Linked DNA regions of Rattus norvegicus: region 1 is linked to region 2. Evidence: chromatin contacts called from public Hi-C data. All regions are on one chromosome and are shown on one strand. Each heading gives the region's core, a stretch centred on a gene start, on an enhancer-like site or on the middle of the called end of the contact. The rest is flanking DNA. Distances are from core to core; before and after follow the strand shown. Region 1 overlaps Asb7 (ankyrin repeat and SOCS box-containing 7). Region 2 holds the start of Aldh1a3 (aldehyde dehydrogenase 1 family, member A3).

The links. Hi-C and Micro-C count contacts between places; a contact is called where the count stands out from the background.
Region 1: a Hi-C map of liver shows a contact between it and region 2, with 5 times the contacts expected there. The contact joins the enhancer-like site here to the promoter of Aldh1a3 in region 2. A contact is called at or near these places in 12 of 12 Hi-C or Micro-C datasets (the A7r5 cell line, the Rat2 cell line, Schwann cells and 7 more) and 1 of 1 datasets of contacts at active chromatin or transcription factors (oligodendrocytes).

The regions. Positions count from the first base shown.
Region 1 is chr1:129,645,594-129,652,091 of GRCr8, forward strand. Asb7 (ankyrin repeat and SOCS box-containing 7) reads right to left here. Exons shown (of 6, transcript NM_001108915.2): 5 at 2,254-2,859. Among named protein-coding and RNA genes, the nearest start is that of Asb7, 29 kb to the right of the region's middle. Within about 2 kb of position 3,633, at least 4 of the 93 cell types and tissues checked have an H3K27ac peak or open chromatin away from gene starts, as enhancers often do. A contact at or near this core is called in liver, where this site is marked.
Region 2 is chr1:129,423,626-129,429,641 of GRCr8, forward strand. It overlaps Aldh1a3 (aldehyde dehydrogenase 1 family, member A3), which reads right to left and starts at 4,018. Exons shown (of 13, transcript NM_153300.2): 1 at 3,855-4,018. The coding sequence starts at 3,953.

The DNA.
Region 1 (6,498 bases), core at 2,383-4,882, 220 kb after region 2:
CTGTAAGCCAGAGAACCTAGAGTAACTGTGACTGAAGGAAGTTCCAACTGCTGCCCTAATGAAGCAGCGGTTCTGAGGAGGTAAGGTTCCCTCCCACACACCGTGCAGAGATGGCCAGGTGAGGACCAGACAACCAAGAAAAGCCCTGACTCTACTAGCCTGGACCCAGCTTTGACTGACTCTGTTTTCTGAGCAAGGCCCTCTCTGACCTAAGGGGAAACATTTACAAGGAGGGAACCCTCCAGGTCCCAGGCTCTTCCATAAAGCAGCCTCACCAACCACACGCAGAGGCCGTCCCTTTCAGGTGCTGTACTCTAGCTGGTTTCCATACTGTAAGCACAAGCAACTGCAGGTCACCAACTCTATTTATTTTGTATTTTAGAGACAGGGACTTGTGACTGTGGCCCATTCCTACACAGCCTGCCTGGCTTTGAACCCCAAATCCTCTTGTCTCAGTGAGGTGTGTACCACCACACTTAGCTAACGGCCCTTTCCAAGAAGTGGCTGGGGCATCAGAGGGGCCGCCTGACCCAGTCATCTAGTCTATACTCCAAGCTGGTGGATTTCTAGATGGGCCATTGTCCCAAACTACAATTTCTCTGTAATAAAATCCCAGGCATGAAGTCATAAAAATCTCATCTTTTTAATATCAAAGTTCCTGTCAGTCACTACCTGAGGTTATGCTCTCTCGTAGAATTTCTGTCTTTTGGGAAGATTTTGCATTCCGAGGGCCGGCTCAGCAGCACCGCTCTCACAGAAGACCTGGGTTCTCCTGACATCCAGGAGACAGCTAACAACCCCAGGAGCTCTAGTTCCAGAGGACCCAGTGCCTTCTGGCCTTGTTGGATTCTATACACACATGGTACACAGACGTATAGGCAGGCAAAATACCCAAACACACTGAGTAAAATAAATACATTCTAAAAACACCCCATATTCTAATAACTCTTTGGTCTGTACTTAGGTCACCTACACAGCTTTATACTGTGGTGAAGGAAGACTGAGAACGAAACCCTCAGCTAAATCATAACTAGCTCCTCTCGTGGGCTCCTTTATCAGTTAACCCTAACCTCAGGTTGCGCTACACTTTGAATATTTACAGTTATATAATTGTACTCTTTCAACAATATTTCTTCTGCTCCCTTCCATCTGTATAAATAAGTTCCTCTTTTGGTTTAGGAAAGCATTTTCAGAATTTGCTTTCCCCATCAGCTATAATGCAACCCCAAAAACCCAAGCACCCCAGACCCTCCCTCCCGGCTCTGTAATTATGTCCATGTGGGCACATAGACAAATTGTCCCACTCTCCCTTGCTCTAGCCTGGCCTAGGGGAGGGGCAGTTCCTCTCTTCAGGGCCTAGGGCTGTGTGTCCTCACTGCCATACTGCCCGGTCACTTCACACACCTCCATGTCTTCTGGGACATGCTTACTTGCTCCACTCCGTGGCTTTTTAAAAACTTAAAACTAAAACTGGCCTCTTATAAATGATAATTAGAGGCCAGCCTTCCTTCTGTAATCAAGATCATATGGGGAAAGGCATTGAGACTCTGACCAGCACAGCAGAGTTAATCAAAGGTGCTTACAGACGTCACCTCTGCCTCACACATTTACCTGTGATACATACACTGAGCTCGCAGGGAAGCCAGATAAGAGAAGGCAGCAAAGCCCACGCAAGCTAACACCTCCCTCAGAAAACGATGTGGCCACCAGCTGCTGCTGAGTTAGACGAGTTAGACACTTGAAGGTGTAAATGAAGGGTCTCTCAGAAGCTGGGCAGACGCTGATGTAAGCCGTGTGGCCTGGGGACCTGTGGCCTAGGTCCTAGTGTTTTCACACATCTTCCTTCGCCTCTCTTACTGGGGCCTCTAAACAATCCAGAGTGGCCCTGCTTTCATGTAGAACTTAGTAAGGAAGTGCAAAATTGTCCCCATAGCTAAGCAATCTGAGACCCCACCCTTCTAATTCTCCATCTGAGCCTGCTGTCTCAGCCAGGATATCACTCAGACCAGAGGGAACCACCTTATTCTAACATTCAGCTCCATTCACTCTGAAAACAGTGTCTGTCTTGACCCTGAACTTTACCGTCCACTTTTAGTAAACCAACAGGGTTTTGGATAGGTGAGTCTTACTTACCAAGCAGGACTGATAAGAATGGCTAGCTTCTAGTCATCTCATATTACAAAAGTATGTCAAGCAACTCAGAAGGCGCGGGTTAAGGGGAAAGATGCAATAATAGCAGTAGGTGTTACATACTTGTGACGTCTTGTAAGAAATCCAAACACGGCCGACTACTTCCTGAAATACTTATGGAAACGGCCAGTGGGGTCTGACCTTCATAGTTCCTTGTGTTCGTGTCCGCTCCATAGTTATACAGCATCCGTGCGCAGAGCACGTCATCACGGAGGGCAGACAAGTGTAAAGGAGTCTGTCCGTCTTCTAGGCGCCCCAAGTTTGTGTCTGCTCCTCTCTGAAGAAACATGCGGCAGTAAGAATGGTTGCTTTTGATCACAGCGTAGCGCAGCAGGAACCCATTCTGGATGTCGATGTTGGCACTGTGGTCCAGAAGGATTCTCACACAGCTCGACCTCTCTCGGATGATAGCAAGCTGAAGTGGCGTTGTTCCTTTATCACTGAGCGGGTCGACCTCGGCCTTGAACTCCAGGAGGAGCCGGACAAATGAGTCCCTACCGTAGTGGGCAGCCACATGGAGGGGAGTCCAGCCATCATTGCTTTTTGCATTAATAATGTCACTCCTGTATTCAGACTCCAGCATCAGGCGTGCGATCCGGGCCCGGCCGTGCATGGCTGCGTAGTGCAGAGCGGTGAAGCCTCCGATTAAATCCTTAACCGTGGGATCAGCTAGAGTTAAATCAAAATGAAAACATCAGTGGCTGTGGAGACAGAGCAACTCTATGAGGACAGAGTTCTCAGGCTGAGCCAGTTATCACAGACTGTGAAGGGTTAAGTGCAATGAGTGATGCTAAGGCCTCCCCAGGCTCCGGTGGAAAGCACACTCTAGTAGAAACTATCAGGCCTAAGTCAACGGGAGGAGGAGGGAGATGACCAACACTGTTTAAAGATAGACCCTGCAGCACCTCACCCTCCTGCTGGCCAGCCTGCGACTGTTCAGCCTCTGATTGGGGCCTGATTCACGGCCCCTTTGTCTCCAGCTATTTTCATGCCTTTCCCTTGTGCTACTTCTTGCCCTAAAGGGAGCGTGTGCAGCAACACTGCTGCTCTGAATTGCAGTACCCTGTGTTCAGCTGGACTTGTTCTAAAATTTCATAGGGGTTGGGGTGGGTGAAGGCAAAGAATGAAGGCGCCCTATGCTCCATGAAAGCAGCAGGTGAGACCCATGCTGAGTGGCACGGCATGATACAGCATGCTTGTGAGTACCACGGGACTGAGCTCAGTTACAGGTGGTCCTGCGGCGTAACAGCAAGAACTTTATTTGAAAAAAAATGGAAGAAACCTCAGTACAATATAAACATTGCTTTAAAAAGTAAGTTTTAAAGACTCCTAAATTAACAGATCCCTTGGAAGAAAACTTCATAGGAATCATCTGCTCAGTGACTCTTTGAGCTACAGACCTTTGCCACCTACTCTGGCTTTTCCACGGTGCCAAAGGTCAGCACTTTGTGGCTCACATCCCACTGATATCCCTGCGCTGTAGGTGGAGCAGAGACAAGAACTGCCTCCCCCACATAGTGGATCCGTGTTCTGGAAGCGCATAAAGCAGTTGAGGGAGAACACCCAGGTGGGCCCAGTGACAAGCATTAAAATGCTCCTTACGCAACTCAGCTCTTATTCACATATCCGTGGATGTTTCTCACAGGCACGAAACGACTCCAAAGCTATGTGGTTAAATATTTATGTACTATTTAATAAGATCGTATTATTTAGTTCCAGACTACAACAGCTGGATTCTCTTACAAGAGGCTGTGAGGCAGAAAATGATATGCTGAAATATTAATAACACCGCAGTGGATGAAAACTACAGTTAAAGAGTTGTTAGCAAACAGAACCTGTACAAGTAAACTATTACTTTAGCTCCTCGTAATATCTGACACAAAGTGACAGATAACAACCACCCAACAACAACAAAAAAGAAGGCCCCAGCAATGCATGGCTTTAACTAAAGGATATTCAGTACCTAGGGCTATGCAACAGGCAAGCTAGAACCCTGATGCAAAGCACTCTGCTGCCATCTACTGGAAGAGTGTGGTCATGCACTAGTCATCTTTCACTACAAGCCAGAGATCTCAGACCAAACTGATGGGTCTTTTAGATAGACCCTGCTGTTATCTAGATGAAGTGACTGCTGGAGAGATGGCTCAGTGGTCAAGAGCTGTTGCTGCTCTATCGGAGAACCTGGACCCAGTTCCCAGCACTCATATCAGACATCTCATAACCACTAGCTTCTTCAGCTTCAGGGGAAGCAACGCCCTCTTCTGGTCTCAGCAGGGATTGCATGCATATACATAAATCCATATCCCCCCCCCGGCCCCCCCACACACACCCCACAATGAAAAAACGCTGTCTTTAAGCTGTATCTGGCCACATATTTCCAGATAATCCCTCTTGATCCTTCAGCGATCTTGGGAACCCCTCCCTCCCACCTTTGAAGGTGCAATACCCTCACCCACACACTGCAGTCATTCTAGTGGACAAGTCAAGCTGCAGAGCTGTAACGAAGTGTTGCACATTTAATGTTCACTGCATGTGTAAGGCTCCGCTCACATTCTAGTGCTACACTGAAGTAAGAAGACACAGATTCTCACACAGAACAGTAGCCTGACTCATCTCTGCACAAATCACTCAAATGAACCAACCAACTGCATCCTGTGAACAAAGGACAGAAGCAAGAACTAGAGGGTAATAATGCATAAAAACTATAGCCGCTGTCCCCAGGAAAAGGTGACAACATGAAACAGGGCATGTGAGGGTGCAAAGAAAATGCACTTCAGATCAGTCAGTGCGATGCAGTGAGAGCTCACTTGCAGCACCAACAAAGTCTGCAGGACAGTGGTTTGTGAGAAATGCTTAACGCACGTACAAAAACCGCTTAACTGCATTTCCTGAAGTTTATTGCAATTTGTCTTTATCAGTGAGATTTCTGAGTGCTCTGCCTAAAATAATCAACCCCAACAAGCTTCTCCTCCTCCTTGCCAGATACTCCGCCCACCAAAGAGACCCATTTTAACAAATGGTAGGTAACATTGTAATGTAAACATGGAAACAGACTGTGTTTAAAAAACAGAGACACATCACTGAGCTGCCCGAGATGTTCTCTAAAAGCTTTAGCAACTGGAAGTGAGATTTGTGTATCAAGGGCACAGGTTGATGAGCTCCAAGAATTCACACGGCCACATTAACTAAAAGCACTCAACATTCACAACACTTTTGTCCTCTCAAATTTTCCCCATGCCTTTTACAACCAACTTCCTACCTAGATTCTGGGAACAAGGCAGATCTTTCCCCATGCCTTTTACAACCAACTTCCTACCTAGATTCTGGGAACAAGGCAGATCAAGGACAAAACTTTGGGTTTGTAGGCTTTCTCTAGAAAGGGGTCACCTGCGGAAGTGAGACTGGCTAATCCACTTAGCACATGCTTCTGAGCAGGACTGCCTTATTTGCGATGGGAGGCTCTGGGAGCAATGCTATCAGCCATGTCTCTTCTTCATAACAGAAGGGAATGGTGGACTCTGATGTCAAGAAGCCGCTGTGCAGCCTGCTGTCGGTGGCTACCCTGCCACTGTCCTTGCCAGCGAGGCTCCATGGCATCAGGACCACTTTTAAGTTTGCCCATTAAAAGGGTAAATGATGAGCTGTGTGCCGTCAATTCACATTTCAGGGATCTAGAGAGCTGGCCTACTTGTACGCTTTCCTGTGGATTATCTGTCAGTGTCTACTCATTTCCGCTGGGACGTCCTTCTATGGAGTTATAAAGGTTTGCATATTCTGCACATGGGCCAAGTAAAGGATGCTTATTCATGGATTTATCTTTGCAATGCTGGAGACTGAACACAGACAAGCACCCTACCACTGATCTACACTTGGCTCTCCTTGATTTCATCAAATTCACTTTCTTTTTTTAAGCATTTCCTAGATTTCTGCTTTGCTAAAGAAAACTTTGCCCAACACAACACTACAAGTTTTCATTTCTTCTAGATATTCTAGATATTCTGTACTTTATCTAGATATTCTGTACTTTAAACCCATAAACATAGGTCAATGATCTACTAGTAGTTAATACTTGTATATGGTATAAAGTAAGATCAAGGTTCATCATTTGCCATATGGCTATCTACCTGTTTGCTAAAATACTTTCTTTACAAATTAGGGAGCATGGGGACAATGGACAGGTAAACGTGCTTAACAAGAGAATACGATAACCTGAGTTCTAGTCCTAGATTTCAGTGAGAAAGAAGAAAATGGACACCTAAGGAACTAAGGTGTCTGCAGATCACTACGTGTACACACACACACACACAC
Region 2 (6,016 bases), core at 2,768-5,267:
GCTAGGCCGGTGAGCAGCGGCTGCCCCAGCCCCTCGATATGGAGCTTGGAGCTGAGCATGAAGTCGCAGTAGGAGATACCCAAACATATTCTGGAAGCTCAGTACCTTCCATGTGAGGCCGGGCCCCCAGGGGAGCGTGCAAGGAAGAGGCCTGGCTACAATTACAGGTTCATTCTTCCAGCTGAAACCAAACCCAAGAGTTCACTTCTGCCGTGCGGCAAGTAATCACTCGGCAACGGCGAGAAATTAATAAGCGGAGAAGGAGTTAAGTCAGTGTGCAGAGGAAAGTGAAGCCAGGAGCAGGCCCATTTGAAGGAAGATGAAATTTCGTCGGTGAGATAATAGAGACTGTCAGTGAAAACTGCTGATTCTAGGTCCTTCCTGGTATCAGTTCCAAGGGGGAGGGAAAGTGAGAAGGTGGTAAAACAGACTCTAAATAGCAGGGAATGGAGGCGGACTGCGGCGATCGGGTGTCTGCCACACACCTCATCTCTAGGCACACTCTTGAAAAACTATAATAGGCAATATATACATATATACGTGTGTGTCCGTGCATGTGTGTGTGTATGTGTGTGTGTAGGTGTACATGCATGTATGTTATGAGTGTGTAGGTGTGTGTGTGTAGGTGTGTGTATGTGTGTGTATGTTATGAGTGTGTAGGTGTGTGTGTGTGTGTATATGTGTGTGTGTATGTGTGTGTAGGTGTGTGTATGTGTGTGTATGTTATGAGTGTGTAGGTGTGTGTGTGTATATGTGTGTGTGTATGTGTGTGTGTAGGTGTACATGTGTGTATGTTATGAGTGTGTAGGTGTACATGCGTGTATGTTATGAGTGTGTAGGTGTGTGTGTATATGTGTGTGTATGTGTGTGTAGGTGTACATGTGTGTATGTTATGAGTGTGTAGGTGTGTGTGTGTATATATGTGTGTGTGTATGTGTGTGTAGGTGTACATGTGTGTATGTTATGAGTGTGTAGGTGTACATGCGTGTATGTTATGAGTGTGTAGGTGTGTGTGTATATGTGTGTGTGTATGTGTGTGTAGGTGTACATGTGTGTATGTTATGAGTGTGTTGGTCTGTGTGTGTGTGTGTGTGTGTGTGTGTGTGTGTGTGTGTGTGTGTGTGTGTTTCTTGGTTGCTCATGACATTGATCTTAGACCTTGCAAGCCAGCAACCTCAAGTAAAACCTCCAGACTGGCTGACCATATTTCCCCTCACAGTGTTTCTCACTGAGCAAAGCTGTTTTCCTTATTCTGCCAGTAAGTAGGATCTTGTAACTGGTTTCCCGCCGCCGGTTTTCTACCCACTAAAACAACGTATAAACAAAACTAAGGAAACAGCCATGGGCATGGCCCACCACGGATGTCAGCTGAATTGTTGAGAATCATAACATACTAGCTGACTGGTATAGAATGAAAACATCTCCACTGACTTGAGAACCAGTAGGACTGGGACATTATTGAGGTATAAGGTTAAAGATACCGTAAGAGGCGGACAGAATTCGTACTTTGTTACTGAAGGCCCCGGAAGGTGTTCTGGATGGAGGTAAAGGTGGTGGTCACACATGAGAACCCTGCTAGCATTATTTCCAGTAACTTCCACTGGACTCAGCTAAATTCAAAGTGGCTATGTTTTCGGGAGATTTGGGGGAATTTTATTTTTCATAAAAGAGATGGTAACATTTTGTATTTTGATGAATTAGAAACCTTGACAGAGGACCTCTGGAAGAGACTTTATAAAGAAAGCGGGTCCCTAAAGTAGAAGAGCCTGCCATCCTCTAAGATCAGCATGGGAAACCCCAGAAGACCCTCCCTCTCCTCACCAGAATCACCCACATGACCCTGTGCCCAGTGTGAAAGTTCGAGTACAACTGAAGGAGCTTTGATACAATCATCCTTCTGGAAGCTGGTAAGTCACCCTGCCATTGCCTGAGCTCAAAGCAGCCTTCCATGTTGGAGAAGCACGGCGAGTCAGGGAAACTGCACACTTCTGCTGGTTCACATGCTCACAGCCCACTGTTGGTGCTGGGTCTGGATCTGCTCTTCCACATCTTTGCCTTCCTTCCTTAGCTCAGGCCACCCTGATGGTACAAGGTTCACCTTGACTTTTTCATTGTTATTAGAGGTCTCTGCAGAGGTGCACGAGAAGCCAAGAGGGAGCAGGTTGGAACCAGTAAAGGGATGAAAGGTGTAGCAGGACATCAGGCAGCTGTATCTCCTGGAACGTCCCAAGGCTTGCAGCCCTCGGTTCCCTGCATCTCACTTTCTTTCCCCAGTCTCTGTCAGACACCCCTGGACCTTCAACCCTCAAAAGGCAGGGGGCTCTGTCAGAACCAATGACTCCTCTGACAACCTCCCAGAATCCTCTTCCATAAAGGCTGCATCTTTAAATTTTAAAGTGTTCCAGGGAATCGCCTAAGAGGCAAACTTTTCCTGCTCTGTGGCCGACAGTTGTGGGAGGATTCAGTAAGATACTAAGCGAAGAGGCAATCCTGTTCACTTTCTGTCTGCTGTGGTGTTTTTATAGAACTGTAAAAACAAAAGAGAGCAGCCACTACCAGAACAAGAGCGGATCATCACAGTGAGGTCTGAAAAATGAAGCCATTATTCGCTCGGTTCCCAGCCCCGATGCTGGAATTCTCCTTCTGAAGCTTACACGGTTAAGGAAACTATATTTAAAAAAAAAAAAAAAAAAAAAAACAACTTTCAGTCCTCCTGGGGCTGTGCCTCTCTTGATTACAGAGCCTTCCTTGGTAAAACAGTTCGTGTAAATGTCATGCAATTTATATGTCGGCATGGCCGACTTCGGGGACCAAGTCCCAACAGAACAGAATCTGAAGCCCACACATAGCGACCTGCCACTTTCACCTTTTGATTAAAATTACGCGAGAGGGATAATTGCTACTTTTGAAAATAAAATGGATGAAAGCGGTTTCTAAGCATTATGTCAGCCGGAGTTGAGATCCGTGGACAAAATGGGAAAAATAAGAGGGGTTGAAGTTTCCAGACCTGAGAGATCTGCGGTCCCTCAGACGCTGTACACACCTAGCAGGCAGAGCAGCGCATCCCTTTTAGAGTTGTTCTTCCTCCCTGAGCTTTCTCTGCTGCCAGACATCACCATTGTCCCTGCAGCTCAGGGACACCCTGCAGTTCAGATCTCACCACTCTGCCAGTGCCAGCCTCCCCGGAAAGAGCAAGAATTAGGCCTGGTCACTGCCTGTGGCCTTGTTCAACCAGCAGTGGTTTCCCTGGGCCCAGATCTAGAGTCCTTGATCAGTGACGTTCCATCTTTCCTCCCCAGCTCTTCTGGTAAGTTGGGTTCAGACAGAACACAGGGAAGGTACCGGACCCTTCTCTCATTGCCCAGGAAGACCTACTTACCAGCTACAGTTCCTGGTGTGGCTCAGACTCGAAACTCATTGTGGAGTCCTCAGGTATCTTTAGCTCCCCTCGACCCTGGCACCCCCAACCCAGATCCTAAAGCCCAGAAAGCCCTCTACCAAGAAGTCACCCTATGCTCATTCGCCAAAAGCACCAGCACTCAAAGTGGGCGGTGGCCGGGACACACCGGGGTCTCTGCAGGCTGCAACTCTGCACCTTGGGCTCTGCACTGCCTCATTCCTGCTCCTCAGGCTTTGAGGTTTAGCTCACCCAGCCAGAAGCTGGGGTTCCCACTCTGGGTGCCCCTCAAAAAAGTGCAGTTTCCAAGGAGCGGACTTGCACCAGAGACGCTCAGGTGTGGGCAGCTCCCTGCGGACTCCCAGCAGTGTTGGCTCCTGGTCCTCTGCTCTCCTCCCTACCAAGCTGCTCCGTGCAGGAATCTGAGGCCGTCGAGTCCAAGGGTAGCCCTGCTCACCTTAGTGAACTTGACCTCCAAGTTGCGGATGGGGCGCGGCAAGGCAGGCGGTTTCCCATCAGGCTGTCCGTTTTCCACAGCCCCGTTGGTGGTGGCCATGACTGGTTCGCACTCCCTGGTCCGTGTCCCCGACGCACCGGCTCGGCCTGGGCGGTGCGCAGCCTGCTCAGGGTGACAGCTCCGCGCCTTTATGCAGCGCCCCACGCCTCCCGCCCAAGGGGGCCGCCTAATTGGCTGCAGGACGGAGGAAGGGAGGGCGGGCGCGGGAGAGGAGGAGGGGACCGGGCCGCCGCAGCCACCCCTCCCGCTGTCCCTGCCCCAGTGGGAGCCGGACGGTCCCAGCCCGACCTAAGCGGCGGCCAGATAGCTCTGCGCATCGCCGGGTGGCCACACCGCGGGCTTCCACAGCCCTGAAGGCTGTCCTACAGCAAGCTTAGAGGGGGCAGGAATTCGCAAGGGTCGGACACCCGTCTGGGCAGGGAGCTGGCTCATAGCGATCACAGTAACAGGCCTCTCTCAGGGCAATCCCGAGACTTTGTCCGAGGCACCTGCGGTCCCAAGCCACCGCAGCCGCTCTCTGAAACTTCGGCGGGAGTGAGCGCTCGCTCTGGGACCCTGCGCTGCGCCTCCCCGGATCTAAGCGTTTTGTGGCCACCATGCGTGACTGTCTCGACTTGGGGTCTAGTTGCCAGAAGCCTAGGCTCCATCCTTCCCAAGCTAGGGCCGCCGGCGGAGGAGGTCCACTCGGAGCCCGGCCGGCTGGGAACTTCCTTCACACCCAGGACAGCAGGCAAAATCTAAGTGACAGCTCTTTTGCTCAGCACTTGGGAGTTTTGCCTGCTGGTCCTGTGACCTTCATAAGTACGCACAGCCCCAGGGAGTCAATTACTTTAATTTTTGAAACGCACAAATTAAACTTCCGTTTAAAAGACTGGAAAAAAAATCCCCCAAACAAAAGACATGAGATCTTTACAGCTAGTTGCTCTCAGACTAAAAGCTCATAATGTTTATGTTGTTCAGAACTGCCAAGAAGGGGTTGTGGGAAAGCATGTCCAACTCCTCTTATTTTGTCGCGTAGGAAATGCTCTATTCAACCCAGGACTTAGACTTAAGCCTCATGGGAAAAATGGGAAACCCTCTCACCCAGCTGTAAGGTCATTGCATCAGTAGGTGAGACTTGAACTCCCCACAGAGGAGGGGGTTTAGTCCTCAGAGAGGTTCGGCCATGTGCTTCTGTGTAAGGTGGCTCCCTCTGTCTGTTCTAAGGACTCAGTGTCCATTTCTGTTCACCATGTTCCTCTTCACTGCACCGTCACTAGGAATCCTTTTGGATAACCAATGAGCAGTAAACCTTCAGAAAGGCCCTATTTGAGCTCTGTCCTCTCAGACAGTGGGAAGGTTTCCTGCTGTTAGGGATTGAGCAGATGAGAATGGGGATGGGGGACTGTGGCCCCCAAATGAGCAAGGACCGACAGGCTTCTGAGAATCTGCCTTTGACACTAGGGTCACTGTTGCTCCATCTTTCCTGTTCTTTCTGGGCTCCCTGCCTGTGTAGCTGGTCCTATGACTCCCACCTTGGTCTACTGAAAACATCCAGGCTGTCTCACACTAGGGCCCCTGGATGCTGAGTCCTGCCATCTGAGTGTTTTTGAAATGCTGAAAGGACCCTTCTCTGTGCAGAGACCAAAGCCTGGCAGTTGTCACAAGCCTATGGGAACTCCTGTCCTCCGAGGATCCTGTCTGGGTTATCAGTTTGACAGGTCTTTAAGAAAATACAAACTCCAAAAATGTACAGAGGACACTGAACTTATCAAGTAATTGTTAGACTGATGGGGGAGGCAAATGGGTTTGGGGATTAGAACTCTGCCCCCTTTTGGTAAGAATCTGTTTCTTTTAAGGTGGACCAGAGTGGACAATGCAGGCTGCCTCATTGCAGAGCCTGGGATCCATTGGCAATGGCCGAAGACAGACTGGCTCACCTTCCTCCTCTTACTAACTCCACGTGACCCGGAGGTCAGAGCAAAATACTCAACCATAGATAGTTCCCTGCAGTAGGCAGTTCCCAAAGAGCAGGTCAGGGGGGATGGGCTTGGCTCTGGGCTTGTCCTGACTGGAAGTCTCTTCCTCCACACCCCTCAGCTCACCATCCAGCAGACAGGGAG